Regions from separate parts of the Mus musculus genome. Here all the other regions are linked to region 1. The links are chromatin contacts, called in public Hi-C and HiChIP or PLAC-seq maps. All regions are on one chromosome and are shown on one strand. The core of a region is the stretch at or near the end of the contact, and the rest is flanking DNA. Distances in the headings are between cores, read along the strand shown.

The links. Hi-C and Micro-C count contacts between places; a contact is called where the count stands out from the background. HiChIP or PLAC-seq counts read pairs in DNA pulled down with a chosen protein or histone mark.
Region 2: a Hi-C map of uterus shows a contact between it and region 1. The contact joins two enhancer-like sites. A contact is called at or near these places in 1 of 15 datasets of contacts at CTCF or cohesin (CD8 T cells), 8 of 484 Hi-C or Micro-C datasets (Sertoli cells, forebrain, muscle stem cells and 3 more) and 4 of 115 datasets of contacts at active chromatin or transcription factors (astrocytes, embryonic stem cells and extraembryonic endoderm stem cells).
Region 3: an H3K27ac HiChIP or PLAC-seq map of microglia shows a contact between it and region 1, with 5 times the contacts expected there. The contact joins two enhancer-like sites. A contact is called at or near these places in 8 of 39 promoter capture datasets (the C10 cell line, the HPC-7 cell line, cranial neural crest and 5 more), 2 of 15 datasets of contacts at CTCF or cohesin (the G1E-ER4 cell line and embryonic stem cells), 28 of 484 Hi-C or Micro-C datasets (B cells, CD4 single positive thymocytes, bladder smooth muscle and 19 more), 48 of 115 datasets of contacts at active chromatin or transcription factors (the 230-238 cell line, the NIH/3T3 cell line, SST interneurons and 28 more) and 3 of 9 other capture datasets (adipose tissue, liver and pancreatic islet).

The regions. Positions count from the first base shown.
Region 1 is chr1:154,110,091-154,114,116 of GRCm38.p6, forward strand. Gm46165 (a long non-coding RNA gene) reads left to right here. Exons shown (of 4, transcript XR_001779496.2): 3 at 2,202-2,246; 4 at 2,789-2,819. It overlaps LOC108167736 (a long non-coding RNA gene), which reads right to left. Exons shown (of 4, transcript NR_168298.1): 2 at 2,106-2,239. Among named protein-coding and RNA genes, the nearest start is that of Gm46165, 48 kb to the left of the region's middle. Within about 2 kb of position 2,606, at least 44 of the 459 cell types and tissues checked have an H3K27ac peak or open chromatin away from gene starts, as enhancers often do. A contact at or near this core is called in adipose tissue, colon epithelium, cortical glia and 2 more, where this site is marked.
Region 2 is chr1:153,961,201-153,965,686 of GRCm38.p6, forward strand. No RefSeq gene overlaps it. Among named protein-coding and RNA genes, the nearest start is that of Gm30327, 28 kb to the right of the region's middle. Within about 2 kb of position 2,036, at least 54 of the 459 cell types and tissues checked have an H3K27ac peak or open chromatin away from gene starts, as enhancers often do. A contact at or near this core is called in uterus, where this site is marked.
Region 3 is chr1:153,907,334-153,911,880 of GRCm38.p6, forward strand. It overlaps Glul (glutamate-ammonia ligase (glutamine synthetase)), which reads left to right. Exons shown (of 7, transcript NM_008131.4): 6 at 1-152; 7 at 531-2,390. The coding sequence ends at 849. Among named protein-coding and RNA genes, the nearest start is that of Glul, 9.7 kb to the left of the region's middle. Within about 2 kb of position 3,233, at least 44 of the 459 cell types and tissues checked have an H3K27ac peak or open chromatin away from gene starts, as enhancers often do. A contact at or near this core is called in adipose tissue, colon epithelium, cortical glia and 1 more, where this site is marked.

The DNA.
Region 1 (4,026 bases), core at 1,356-3,855:
TGGAAGGGTCCTGTCCCTGGATGTTCCTTGGTTCCTGTGTCCTGATGACACTTGGCTGGTCCCTCTTGGGCCAGGAATTTGAGCAGAAGTGGTGGTCTTACCTGTGCTCAACGGTGTGCCAGCATTCCTTGGAGACAGCTCTCTCCTGGCAATATTTGGGTATGGAGTGCTGTGGCACAGGATCAGCTCCAGGCACAGACAGAAACCTTAATCATCCTTTGAAACAGCCTCTCAGGCACACCTGGCTGTGTGCTTTACTAATTTCCATCTCCATCCCGTCCAGTTGACAATCTAGATTAACCATTATATGAAGTGACTCAGTAGAGATGGAGAAAGTGCCCTTCTGGCTCACAGAATGTCTTTGTCATGGGCCAGAGGTCCTATGAGGACACTCAATGTATTGGAAAAATGAGACTTTCCATGGCAGTGTGAGATTGGGGCTCTTCAGGGTTTGCCCAGGACTTCTGTGAATTCCTTTCTGAGACATGAATTTATTCACCTGCAGGAGTGACCTTTCTCAAAAAGCCCTTCAACACTCAACTCTGGGAGCATCTTCACAGAGACCTCCTTCTCCCTTCCACCCCAAGTCCTCATCACAGATGTGTCTACACCTCCCTCTTTTTATCATCATTGTCTCTAAAACCCAGGCCCACAGACCTTTCCTCGTTAAGGTTCCTTTTGAAATTGTTTGAAGAGGAAAAATCTTTTGAAAGCTGTGGAGACTTACACAGAATCAGAAGGAAGTTGTACTCTAATAACAATAACAGTAATCACAATCTTCAACACAATCTCTGGCTTCTGGAGCCCCTCACTGAAGCCACAGCACCATGACCTAGGCTTCACTGCCCATCCCAGCTGCCTGCAGACATGCACACATGTGCTCAGTCTTATTTCTTTGCAGCATCTCCCCCAAGGCTCTCTACAGCCAACTTTACATCTCCCAAACTTCCCCTAGCAACTAGAGAATTTCTAGAAGGAAGTAGAAGTGAAAAGGGAATGAGATCAAATATAAAGATTTCCCCAGGTCTGAGTTGTCGTAGGTGTTCAGCAAAATTACTTTGGGTTTGATATAACTTATTTTTAAATGCTTTAAGACACTGTTACTATAAATAATGTCCCCCACCCATTTGGTAATGTTTATTCTCCTGATCTTTTATATTAAACACTTGAGAAGTGATTCTTTAAGTGCTAGTGAAAAAAAGGCAAATCAGACACAATCTTGGCATAAGGAATTTATAGTAAAAAAAAAAAAAAACAAACAAACCCAAAAAACAAAAAACCTTCCAACATTTATTCATGCTTGCCTGGGTGACCTATTATGTGTTAATTTAGGGTTTTATTGTTGCTTGTTTGTTTTGTTTCTATAGTATATAGGTCTAGGAGGAGATGAGATTTTTGGTATAAGAAGGGAGGCAGGAGAGGTGATAGCATTCATTAGTGGAGGGGACAGAGGAAGGAAGGGAGGAAGGGAGGGAGTGGGGCAGGGAGCTCTTCCAAGCCTGAGGGCTGGGGGCACAGGGAAGAGTGTGGTGTGGCTTCATTCCAGATGCTGGACGATTGGCTGCCTCCCTACCCACCATACTGTTATAACCCCCATGTTCAAAACTCCCTGGCTTGGCTTCTGAGTTTCCAGATAGGTTTGACCCAATAGACATTTCAAAGAGCAGAATAATCCACCCTGTCCCCTGCTCTGCACCCACAGGTCTTGGCAAGAGCTAAGGCAGGGTCTCAATAATTCCCACAGACGCAGAGAAGCTTGGGAAGCAGGGTCCAGGCATTGATGAGCATGTCTGAACTCAGTCTCCAGCCTATAATTAGTAGTATAATCCTAAGTCACATGACCTTGGAGTCTCAGTTGTTCTCAGCCTGATGAAGACAGAGGACCCAAGTTACTGTGTTATTATCAGAATTAGATACATTATTGTCATATAGCAAATTATTCATGCTGAGCAGGGGGTAGCGGGCATGAACCCCCAGAACCCAGCAAAACATGCCCTTTAATTACTCAAGCATTTACCCAAACCCAAATATCAAAAAAAGAAAATGTTGCTCATTACCACTAATACATCGCTATAAACTCATCAGAATAACCAGTACCAAATCACCTTGAGCATAGGGGTCCTTAGAAGATGGAGAAACAGCATCTCTGGTTTTGTAAGCCAGCTGCAACTGTGATATGATGAATTTGTGTTTCTTTGTAGGCACCAGTGGAGATCTCAGCACATCCCAGGATCGAGTTCTGGAGGGTATGTATGAAAAGGGGAGACTGTTAGCAAAAGCCACGTTCATCCCTGGGATGAAGAGTTAATTTTTAGTAACCGACATACTACAGGGGAGAAATGGTTCTTTGTTCTGTTTTGTTTTATTGTTCTGACTATACTGTACTGAGTCGAAATTTTAAACCCACAAGTGCTCTTAACTCTAATGCTCTGACTACTAATTACTATTGTAGCAAATACTCAGAGAGCCAAGTGCCAGGCACTGACCTAAGTGTTCCCATTTGACTCATTCAGTCATCAAAACAATGCTGAGAGCTGTGACATTCCTAGCTGTATTTCACAAACAAGGAACCAGGACATGCAGAAGCTGAAAAACCAGCCTTTAGGCAAACAGCTAACTAAGGAAAAGAGCTGGCTCTCAGACAGAGCCATTGGCTCCTGTGGACAACCCGCCCTTATTAGACATCACTCCTCCCGTCCATTTGAACTTAGAACACAGAGTCAAATTTTCCTGTCTTCATGGAAAGAGTATGAAGTTTTCTTTTTCTCATTAAACAACTTATTTGCAGGGACCAGATGACTCGGTGGTTAAGAGCACTGACTGCTCTTCCAGAAGACACACGTTAATTTTCCAGCAACCACATGGCAGCTCACATGGCTGTAACTCAAGTCCCAGGGGATCCAACACCCTCTTCTGGCCCAACGTGAATGAGGTACACAGACATACACATAGGCAAAACAGTCATATGCATTATAAATAAACTTTAAAAAATTATGGAATGTTTTGTCCTAGTTTTATTTCAAAGTTTCTATTTCTGGACAAAACATCATGACCAAGAAGCAAGTTGGCGAGGAAGGGGTTTATTCAGCTTACACTTCCACACTGCTGTTATCACCAAAGGATGTCAGGACTGGAACTCAAGCAGGTCAGAAAGCAGGAGCTGATGCAGAGGCCATGGAGGGATATTCCTGACTGGCTTGCTTCCCCTGGCTTGCTCAGTTTGCTTTCTTATAGAACCCAAGACTACCAGCCCAGAGATGGTCCCACCCACAAAGGGGCCTTTCCCCCTTGATCACTAATTGAAAAAATGCCCTACAGCTGGATCTCATGGAGGCACTTCCCCAACTAAAGCTCCTTTCACTGTAATAACTCCCGCCTGTGTCAAGTTGACATACAAAACCGGCCAGTACAGGTTAGATCAAACAATATAGAGATCTATGACTGACAGCTTGCTAAGTACCACAGAGCTGAAACAACTGTGCTCTTGGTTCGTGAGCTTGGCTTTGCCTGGCAAAGCCTAAGTAGAAAGTTATACAAAGGCCATTGGTCAAAGCAGCAGAAAATTAAAAGATGAGACAATGGCCCATTGGAGGGCCAGGAGAGGGGCACTCTGAAGGCAGGGATGTATGAAAGAGACAAGTTAGGGGGTGTTCTGGCATCCCACGAGCTGCTTGATGCTCATGGTTCCTCTGCATTCCACCGTTAGGTCAGCCCCACGCCGGTCAATGCCATTTCCTCCACCTCAGCAGCTTAGTCTCACACTCAACTTGCAGAAATCACGTCTGATCACCTCACGTGTGTTTCGCACAGAAGTGTTTCTTCCCTGGTTCTTCTCAGAGCTGTCATTATATCTGCAGCCCTGTAGCCCGTGGCTTCCTAGAATCTAGACAACTCAGCTTAGAAGAATGGGGGCACCAGAACACATGTTTTTGAGTGTGGTACCTAAGGTACTAACACGTAAATATCTACACACAAGAGGGGTTGGGAAACCCAATGGTCAGCAGCAGTAAAAGTTAAAGGGAACAC
Region 2 (4,486 bases), core at 786-3,285, 150 kb before region 1:
AAAATAAATAAATCTTAAAAAAAATAACAACAGCAAAACCAACCAATTGTGTGCGCGCACGAGCACACACACACACACACACACCCTACTGATTGTTGGTGTTGTAACACATCTGTAATCCCAGCTGGAGGGGTACACAGTGAGTTTTAGGCCAGCTTGAGCTACATAGTGAGAACTTCCCTTTGATTACATTTTATTTTTCAGTTTATTATGTGTATAGCCTCTACACCTGTGGCTATGTCATGTTGAGAGTGTGGAGGTCAGAGGGCAACGGATGGAGTCAATTCTCTTCTTCTACCATGTGGGTTCTGGGACTTGAACTCAGGTCATCAGGCTTGGTAGAAGGTGCTCTGACCCCCTGAGCTATCCAGTTGGCCCAGTGAGACTCTTTCAGAGACACAAAAATAAGTGAATGAATGACTACCTACATACGTAAAGAAAGAAGTGGCCATCTAACTAGACTAGACTCTGCAGAGCTCTCTCTGGGTTTTCCTCTCCTAGGTGTGTCATCTTCTCCAAAAGAGATATCAAGAATGTTATTTGCACCGGGTGTTTTGTGCATGCCTTTAATCCCAGCTCTCAGAAGGTAGAGACAGTCCGGATCTCTGTGAAGTCAAGACCTGCCTGGTCTACAGAAAGAGTTCACTGTGTGTTCTTGACCTGTCCAAAAAAAAACAAAAACAAAAACAAAAACAAACCAAAAAACAAAAAACAAAAACAAAAACAAAAAAAACCTAGAGTTCTATGTAAGTCAAAGTCCCGCCTCCTCCTTCTTCCTTTCGAACCTTAACAGGGTTCTAAACTCTACTGAGTGGAGGAAACTCTCTCCTTTCTAGCTCCCAGTGATAGGATAATACCAGCTCCCTAGAAACAAAAAGCTAAGCCGTCTGGCCAAATGTGCTTTCTTTCCCACGACAGAGTCTCCTTGCAAGTCACAGCTCTTTCTTGTTTAAAACCCTGCATCCTGAGAGGTCTAGAAAGGCACGGTGTAAAGCTGGCGACCTTTTAAGATTTGTAAATCTCCATTAGGATATTGCTCAGGGTTTTATCTGAGACCCGGCTTTTGTTTGTCGCCCAGTGGACTTTCCTACATGCATATCTGTTGCTTAAAAAATGCAAGCAATTTACACAATCCCTGGCTCCAGATCCTACACTTGAGAACAAGGCGGCATTGTGCAAGCAGAGCTCTCTCTAGCTTTGAATTCGTTGTGTCCTAGATTTACTTATGGAAGTAGGCAGTACAAAGAAGGGATGACTTGTTAAAATTTTTACAATTCAATAACAAAGCTGACATTCAAATCTATAACTGATTTCTGGGTCATTGCTCTCCAGGCACCAGATTAGATATGGTGTGTTCACGAAGTACTAGCAGGATGCCTTCAGCTGACTGGAGCTTTCTGTTGCTAATTCCAGGGAGGGTCACATCCGCACTGTTAAGGCCAGTTGTAATTTAGAGAAAAACATGCTGTTCAATTGAATAAGAAGATATAGTAATGGTTTGAAGAGGAAAACTCAAATAAATGAAATGTTAGAATTTTTTTTTTAAACTTCAGGTCATAGGTATCATTTGGAGAGAGAATCATGTAACAGTCGATAATAATTAAAAAGCAATTATCCAGGTGTGGTGGTGCACGCCTTTAATCTCAGCCTTCAGGAGGCAGAATGAGGCAATCTCTGTGAGTCTGAGGCCTGGCTGGTCTACACAGCGAGTTCCAAGCCAAATGGGAGCACCTTGTCTCAAAATAACTAGCTAATTAACTAAACAAAAAATGACAACAAAAAAGAACTAAAATTTCTGGTGGCCAGATATGGTGCTGTATGCCCTAAGTGACAATCAAGTCTTTTTTTTTTTTTTTTTGGTTTTTCGAGACAGGGTTTCTCTATATAGCCCTGGCTGTCCTGGAACTCACTCTGTAGACCAGGCTGGCCTCGAACTCAGAAATCTGCCTGCCTCTGCCTCTCAAGTGCTGGGATTAAAGCTGTGTGCCACCACACCTGGTGACGATTGAGTCTTATTGGTTGTTCAAGGGAACTCAAAATTGGTTCACAGGAAGCTGTTGGCTCCTCTTTTGCACAACCTGTCACCCTACCTTCACTGGTCCCTGCGTTCTTATCTTGGCTTGGTGGAGGAGGTGATATCCCTCCCCCGAGAATCCCCTTGGGGTGGTCTTCAGGTCATAGTGTTCTAATGTTAGAAATGAATCCGTGGTGGAGGTCTCCCTAGACAACATGCCTCTGGCACTTCCCCAGCAATCGCCTGGGAAATGCCAGAGAAGGGAAAGACCTGAACCAGAAAAAGTCAGCCTTGCTTCCCAGGGAGTTGTTAAATAGTTATGGGATTCCAGGCCCAGGATTTATGCCCACTGCTGAGTTGTTTTTGTGGTCCCTACTCAAATACACTATTGGTCTGTGTCTTTCCATCTTCTGAGCCTGGGGAATGCTGGGCCCGTGCCTAGGCAGAGGTCAGCTGGCACTTGGAAAGACTGAGCAGGAGGCTTCTTTTCTTCATAGTTAATATGATCTCGTCACTTCAGGGACTTAAACTCAGGTCTATTAAGCCCCAGATTCAATTCTTCTGGAAAATATCATCTGTCTAGGGCTCTTCTTTCTGGGCAGTAAAAGTACTACCAATTCTGTTTTAGTGTAATTGCTAGCAGCTGGCTGCTATTCCTTCTTGTCCTAGACCACAAGGGCCAAGCAAGGGTTGGGGTCAGGCCTTCACCACCACATAAAGCACTCATCTTGTAGGCTCTGCTCTTGCTTCAGCCCACCCCGGGCACACACATGACAGATCTGTCCCTCCCTCTTTAAAGACACGGTTGGAATGCTTCTGTGAATTTTCATCTACAGTCTAGCCATTGTATCAAGTGCGCACTAAAGCTCAACATTTGCCTAGAGGAAACAAGGAAGTGCTGTTGGGGCTCCTTTAAGAACTTGTTTATGTCTCTAGCTGGCCGGCTGCCTTCTGTTGTTCCAGCCATGTTTATGACACAGGCTCACCCTTCTGCTCCTTGTTTTGAAGGCCTTGCTGGGGGACACTCACACTGAGAGTCAGTGTCTCAGCCTTTTCCCAGTCGTCGTCGGGGACAAATGTGTATGTTAGTTTGGGCCGCGGTGCCTGCTTAGTCCTGCCAGTGTTTTGAGCCAGGCCACCTTCTCAGCACAGCACGTCTTTGGCCCAAATGTACCAGAACATTTTCCTCAGGAATGTGAACCTGAGTTCTTGCAGATTTCAGGAGTGCATAATTACAAACAGAAAAAGAGAGAAAGAAAGAAAGAAAGGAAGAAAGAAAGAAAGAAAGAAAGAAAGAAAGAAAGAAAGAAAGAAAGAAAGAAAGAAAGAAAGAAAGAAAGAAAGAAAGAAAGGGCAGCAACTGCCTTGAAACACAGGAGACAAATTCTTGAGGAAGACCAGGAAAGCTAGTTGTCTGTCGAAAGCCCCAAGGACAGCAGAACAACCACTTAGGTCTAGACAGAGAGAAGATGGTTGGACACTCCATGCTTGGGCTGTCATCAAAGCTGGTGTCTTTGATTCCCTCCTCTCTCTGCTTTTCTTTATTCCTCTCTACCAATCTTCCAGGAAGTCTGGTTGGTAGTCCCTCCTCCTGCCAAGAAGTCTGGTTGGTAGTCTCCTTCCCAGCATGCCCTTTTGTTCTTTTTTTTCTTTCTGCTCTTGCTATGGCAACTATAGCCAAGTCTCTGCCATGGTTCACCTAACCACCTAGAACACCTTCTCCAACTAAGTTCAGTGTGTATGTTTTTAAGCATTGAAACAGGACTTCTTGTAGCTTAGAGTAGATTCAAACTCATCATGTAGTTAAGGATGACCTTGAACTTTTGATCCTCCAGCCTTCACCCTCCAAGGGCTAGCATGCTCTTGCTAACATGAGACATTGCTGGGTAGAGCTTTGCTGCCCACAATGAGAGAAGTACGTGTAGATATTAAGAGCTTGAAATGTGTCGTGCCATAAAAAGAAATTGAATTGAGATGTGCCATAAAAAGAAAACATACATCTGATTTTATAGACATGAAGAAGAACAACTTAAAAGAATTGTTTTAAGTGTGTCTCCTAGAGATTTTAAATCCTAGACATGGATCAATATTTATGCTGGACAGGGCTGGTCAGGATCATCAAAGACACTTGCTGTGTGTATGCAAGCTTGTTTACTGAACTGATGTTCTAGTCTTTTCTGTTTTCACTTCACAATATGCCAAAGATAAGTGGCTTTTAGAATTTTTCAACTGTTCTTTCCTTGTTCCATCTGTTTTGAATCAGGAGAAAAACAAAGCAAAACTCAATATCACTACCACCACCAATGTCAACAAGAGAACTCCCCTGAGCCTTCAAGGCCTTCCTCAGCAAGCTAGGAAGGCTTGTAAGAAGGTTTGGAAGTCGGGTGGGGCAGGAAAGGGTTAGCCATTTCTAGCAGGCACTGAGATCTGTTCTTAGGGCTAGGAGGTGACATAAGTCACATTCCCAGAATG
Region 3 (4,547 bases), core at 1,983-4,482, 200 kb before region 1:
CTTTGGATAGCCCGTTTTATCTTGCATCGGGTGTGCGAAGACTTTGGGGTGATAGCAACCTTTGACCCCAAGCCCATTCCAGGGAACTGGAATGGTGCAGGCTGCCATACCAACTTCAGCACCAAGGCCATGCGGGAGGAGAATGGTCTGAAGTAAGTACCTTCCTTTGGAGCCGTCTGTATTCTCATGGGGTAGAAGGGCTTTGGGTACTCACAAGGCTGTACGTACATGCCTAGCTCTGCATATTTGTTCTAAGCCTGTCAGTTTGTGCCTGTTGGAGAGGCGATAGGGTAAATACTTTAGGAATAGAATTGACAGAAAAGCATTCGAACTAAGTAAAAATACAAGCAAATGGGAAACTTAATTCTTACTGGTGGGAAGAGGCGAGTGATTGGGGGTCTTTCCATCCAGTGGATAATTTGCACTGCATGTTAAAGACTGGCCTGAGGGAGACAGTGCCTTCTTTCTTCTGGGATTCATGCCCGCTCCCATCCTTGTCGATGGACCCTCATCTTCACTGTTTCCACTAGGTGCATTGAGGAGGCCATTGACAAACTGAGCAAGAGGCACCAGTACCACATTCGCGCCTACGATCCCAAGGGGGGCCTGGACAACGCCCGGCGTCTGACTGGATTCCACGAAACCTCCAACATCAACGACTTTTCTGCCGGTGTTGCCAACCGCGGTGCCAGTATCCGCATTCCCCGGACTGTCGGCCAGGAGAAGAAGGGCTACTTTGAAGACCGTCGGCCTTCTGCCAATTGTGACCCCTATGCGGTGACAGAAGCCATCGTCCGCACGTGTCTCCTCAACGAAACAGGCGACGAACCCTTCCAATACAAGAACTAAGTGGACTAGACTTCCAGTGATCCCTCTCCCAGCTCTTCCCTTTCCCAGTTGTCCCCACTGTAACTCAAAAGGATGGAATACCAAGGTCTTTTTATTCCTCGTGCCCAGTTAATCTTGCTTTTGTTGGTCAGAATAGAGGGGTCAGGTTCTTAATCTCTACACACCAACCCTTTCTTTCCTATCTAGCTTTCTAGTAGGGAGCGGGAGGGGGGAGGGGAAGGGTAACCCACTGCTTCATCTCATCGGGTATGCATGTCCGGTAGGCATAGCTGTCACAAAGCGGGTGTACTTATGGTGAAAGAGGACATTTTTTTTTTCTTCAGGATAGTTGAAAGGGCAGGCCCAACGGCTGAGATTGACATTTCCACTGTTGGTAGAGAGCTGTTATTTCTAAAGGGGAAACCAGCTTTCTGTTCCAAATGGAAGTTAGGTGAGGAGTTGAAGGTTGGTTTCTTGCGCTGTGCTTCCTTGGCTTGGGGGAGGGGGCATCCGTCCCCCTCTGTGTGAACACAGCTCACCGCGTCACCTGATGGATGGCCCTACTGTGAAGGAAGAAAAAAGTTGGCATTTCTTGGTCCTCCGTTCATAACACAAAGCAGAGTAGTATTTTTATATTTAAATGTTAAAAACAAAAAAGTTATATATATATGGATGTGTGGATGTATGTCTTTCTAATTGAGAGAACCATCCTATTCACTGGGTGCCAAGTTTGAGTGATGAGGGGCTTGGCTTAGAAGTGAGGCTCCCTTGAGGTAGGGGTGAGGATGCAGTACCGGGAAAGTTGGTTATCTTGGGGTCTCAGCTTCATTACTGCTTAGGGTTTCCCTGCCCACTCTGCAGGAGCAGATGTTGGACAGGTAGCCAGTGGGATGCCACTGCTTGCCACCACCTGTCCCCAGGCTTAGGTTTAGGGGATGCGTATACTTACTCCACACACGAGTTAGAAGTATGAGTTGGCTGGTCAACTTGAACACTGTTACTGATGGGTGGGTGGGTGGGGGTTTACTGGGGTTATTTTTTTGGTGGGATTAGCATGTCACTAAAGCGGGCCTTTTGATATATTAAGTTTTTTAAAAGCAAAACAAGTTTAGATTTTAATCAGATTTGTAGGGTTTCTAACTTTACAGAATTGCCTGTTTGTTTCAATGTCTCCCTCCACTTGGCTCTTAGGGGAATTAAGGACAGGCCTAGAGTTAAAACACTTGTCTCCTAGTGTCACCTCTGCCAGCAGACTGTTACTTTCCTTCTGAAAAAGCCAATAGTCTTTTTTTTTTTCTTTTATAGTAAACACACCCCCACCTCCATCCCAGCCTGTTGCCCTTCAGTTTTCTGGTTGTTTGTGTCGGCAGCGGGCCAACTGTGGTTTCTCTCTTGCCATGATGACTTCTAATTGCCATGTATAGTATGTTCGGTTAGATAACTCACTGTAAACAGACTGTAACTGCCAGGCAGCGCTTATAAATCAACCTAACATTTATAAGATTTCCTCTGACTTGTTTCTTTGTGGTTCCCAAAAAAAAAAAAAAAACCTCAAAAATTAAGTGCTATTTCATTCCTTCTTTCTCTATCAAAAGAAAGGGAAGGGGGGTGGTTCTTGTTTACGGACAAAATGTGCTTATCTGTACTTATGCTTTTAAGATGAAGTCACGTTGACGAGATATTTTGAGACGGGGTCCTAGTGTCCGGCCTTTAACTTGAAAGTTCTTGCTCCAGAGTAGGCAATTCCCAGTTTCATGTTAGGTCTTACATTTTGAAAGCAGTGTTGTCTAACAGTTCAGACTCAAGGATCATGCTATCAAGTGACACAAAATAAGACACAGATACTTTAAGGTCTTGCGTTGGGCCTGGCCACTTTCACGGCTGCCCTCAGCTCTGGGTGACTAGGCTGCTAGAATTTCCTGGCAAATGGGAACCTCTGTTTCACTTCCGGTGCCAGGGCTTGGTTTATCGAACACTGACAGTCCTGGCTTATCAGGATATTTAATACAGCGTGGTACAGTGTATTAGCTGCCCCTGTTCTTGAGTTCTTCCTCGGTCCAGCTGCTGGGAGCTATCTACACAGTAGGTTTGCTCGCCTATTGAAGCCGCTGAAGGCCGTTACACTTGGGGCATTGGCTTGTCCTAGATTTTAATTAACCAAACACTAGGTTCCGTGGAGTTCTCTGTTTTATCCTGGTTTTCCCTGAGTTGTCCAGCCTAGGTTCTCAGGCTTCAGGACAACCAAGACATTTGTGGACCACTGAACCTGGGTTCCAAACCTCCATGTTTACACTTCATGCTCAGCTCCCTAGAATTTCCAGTTTGGGACTCATCCCGGGCTGGGCTTGAAGTCTTGATCTGGATCCTACATTGTGCCACCAAGCCTGGCTGAGTCCTTACTGTGTCCTGTTGCTGTTTAAGCATTTTCCTCACTAAGCTAAAAGAGGCGCTTCCTCTTTCACGGTGCTTCTGTGCATATGCCCAGATAGTAGAAAGTAGCTATCCAGAGCATATACTAGCTCCGCTGTTGCTGGTTTGTGATGGTATCTCTGCGTATCCCTGGCTGGCCTGAATCTTCAAGATCTGCCAGGTTCTGCCTCCCAAGTCCCCCACTGTTGCTGTTGTGGGCAACAGTAATTTAGTAGAGACTGTTGGAACAGATCTTAAAGTGACAGTTTTCTCCAAGCGAGCATTCTCTTATAAAGTAAATATAAACCTAGTAGCTTATAAACCTGCTAGTCTGGCGTGATTGCCCTCCTACTGTAGAGATGGCTCATCAGTTAAAAAGCACTTGCTGCTCTTTCGAGGACCCTAGCTCAAACAGCATGAAACAAACCACTTGTAACTCCAGTTCCAGGGGAGCTGGTGCCCATCTGGCTTTCTTGAGAGTTGGGCATGCAAACGACACCTATACATACATGCCAGCATTGCACTCAACATACACACACAGAGATTTTTTTTTAAGTGCCCTCTTCTACTCTCAGAATCTTCCTAGTCTTCATGTTAAAATAAATATTTGTCCACCTTTTCCCTCCCAGTGGCTGTTTCCCTGGGTCATCCACAGGACCTGAGTCCTTTTCATTGTTTTGTAGCCGATTGCAGCCAGTTCTCTTCTCAAGGTTACTTGAAAAGAAATCCTAACTTAATAGGATCAGGATTCCAGGTGGGAAGTATTTCCTTCTCCACCCTGGAACCTAGAATTACATCTGCTCTCCCGGTCAGAGTTCAATCCCCTTACATTTCTAAGGTTTTTGTTTTTTTTTTTAATTGCTCATTTAACAGACCCAGTTACTTGATAACTGTATCAGTGATAGATTAAACAGAATGAGGGGCTATATTAAACAATATTTGCCAAACTTTCAGCCTTAAAGAGACGGATGTGGGCTCTGGCTCAATGGAGTAACGCCCTGGGGTGTGTGAGGTCCCAGTTGTCTCAGTATACTCTTTAAACTCGACTTCCCAAAGCGGGAGTTTAGCTGTTAGATGCTTGCCTAGCAAGCAGAAAGCTATGTAAATCAGGTATAAGGTGGTGCATGTCTGTACTCTCAGCCCATCCAAAAGTTCATTTCAAAGTTGTTTTCCACTACGTAGCCAGTTTGAGGCCAGCCTGGGCTACCTCAGACTCTCTCTCTCTCTCTCTCTCTCTCTCTCTTAGAGATTTGTGTACTTTTTTGTATATGAGTACACATCCTGCTCTCTTTAGACACACCAGAAGAGGA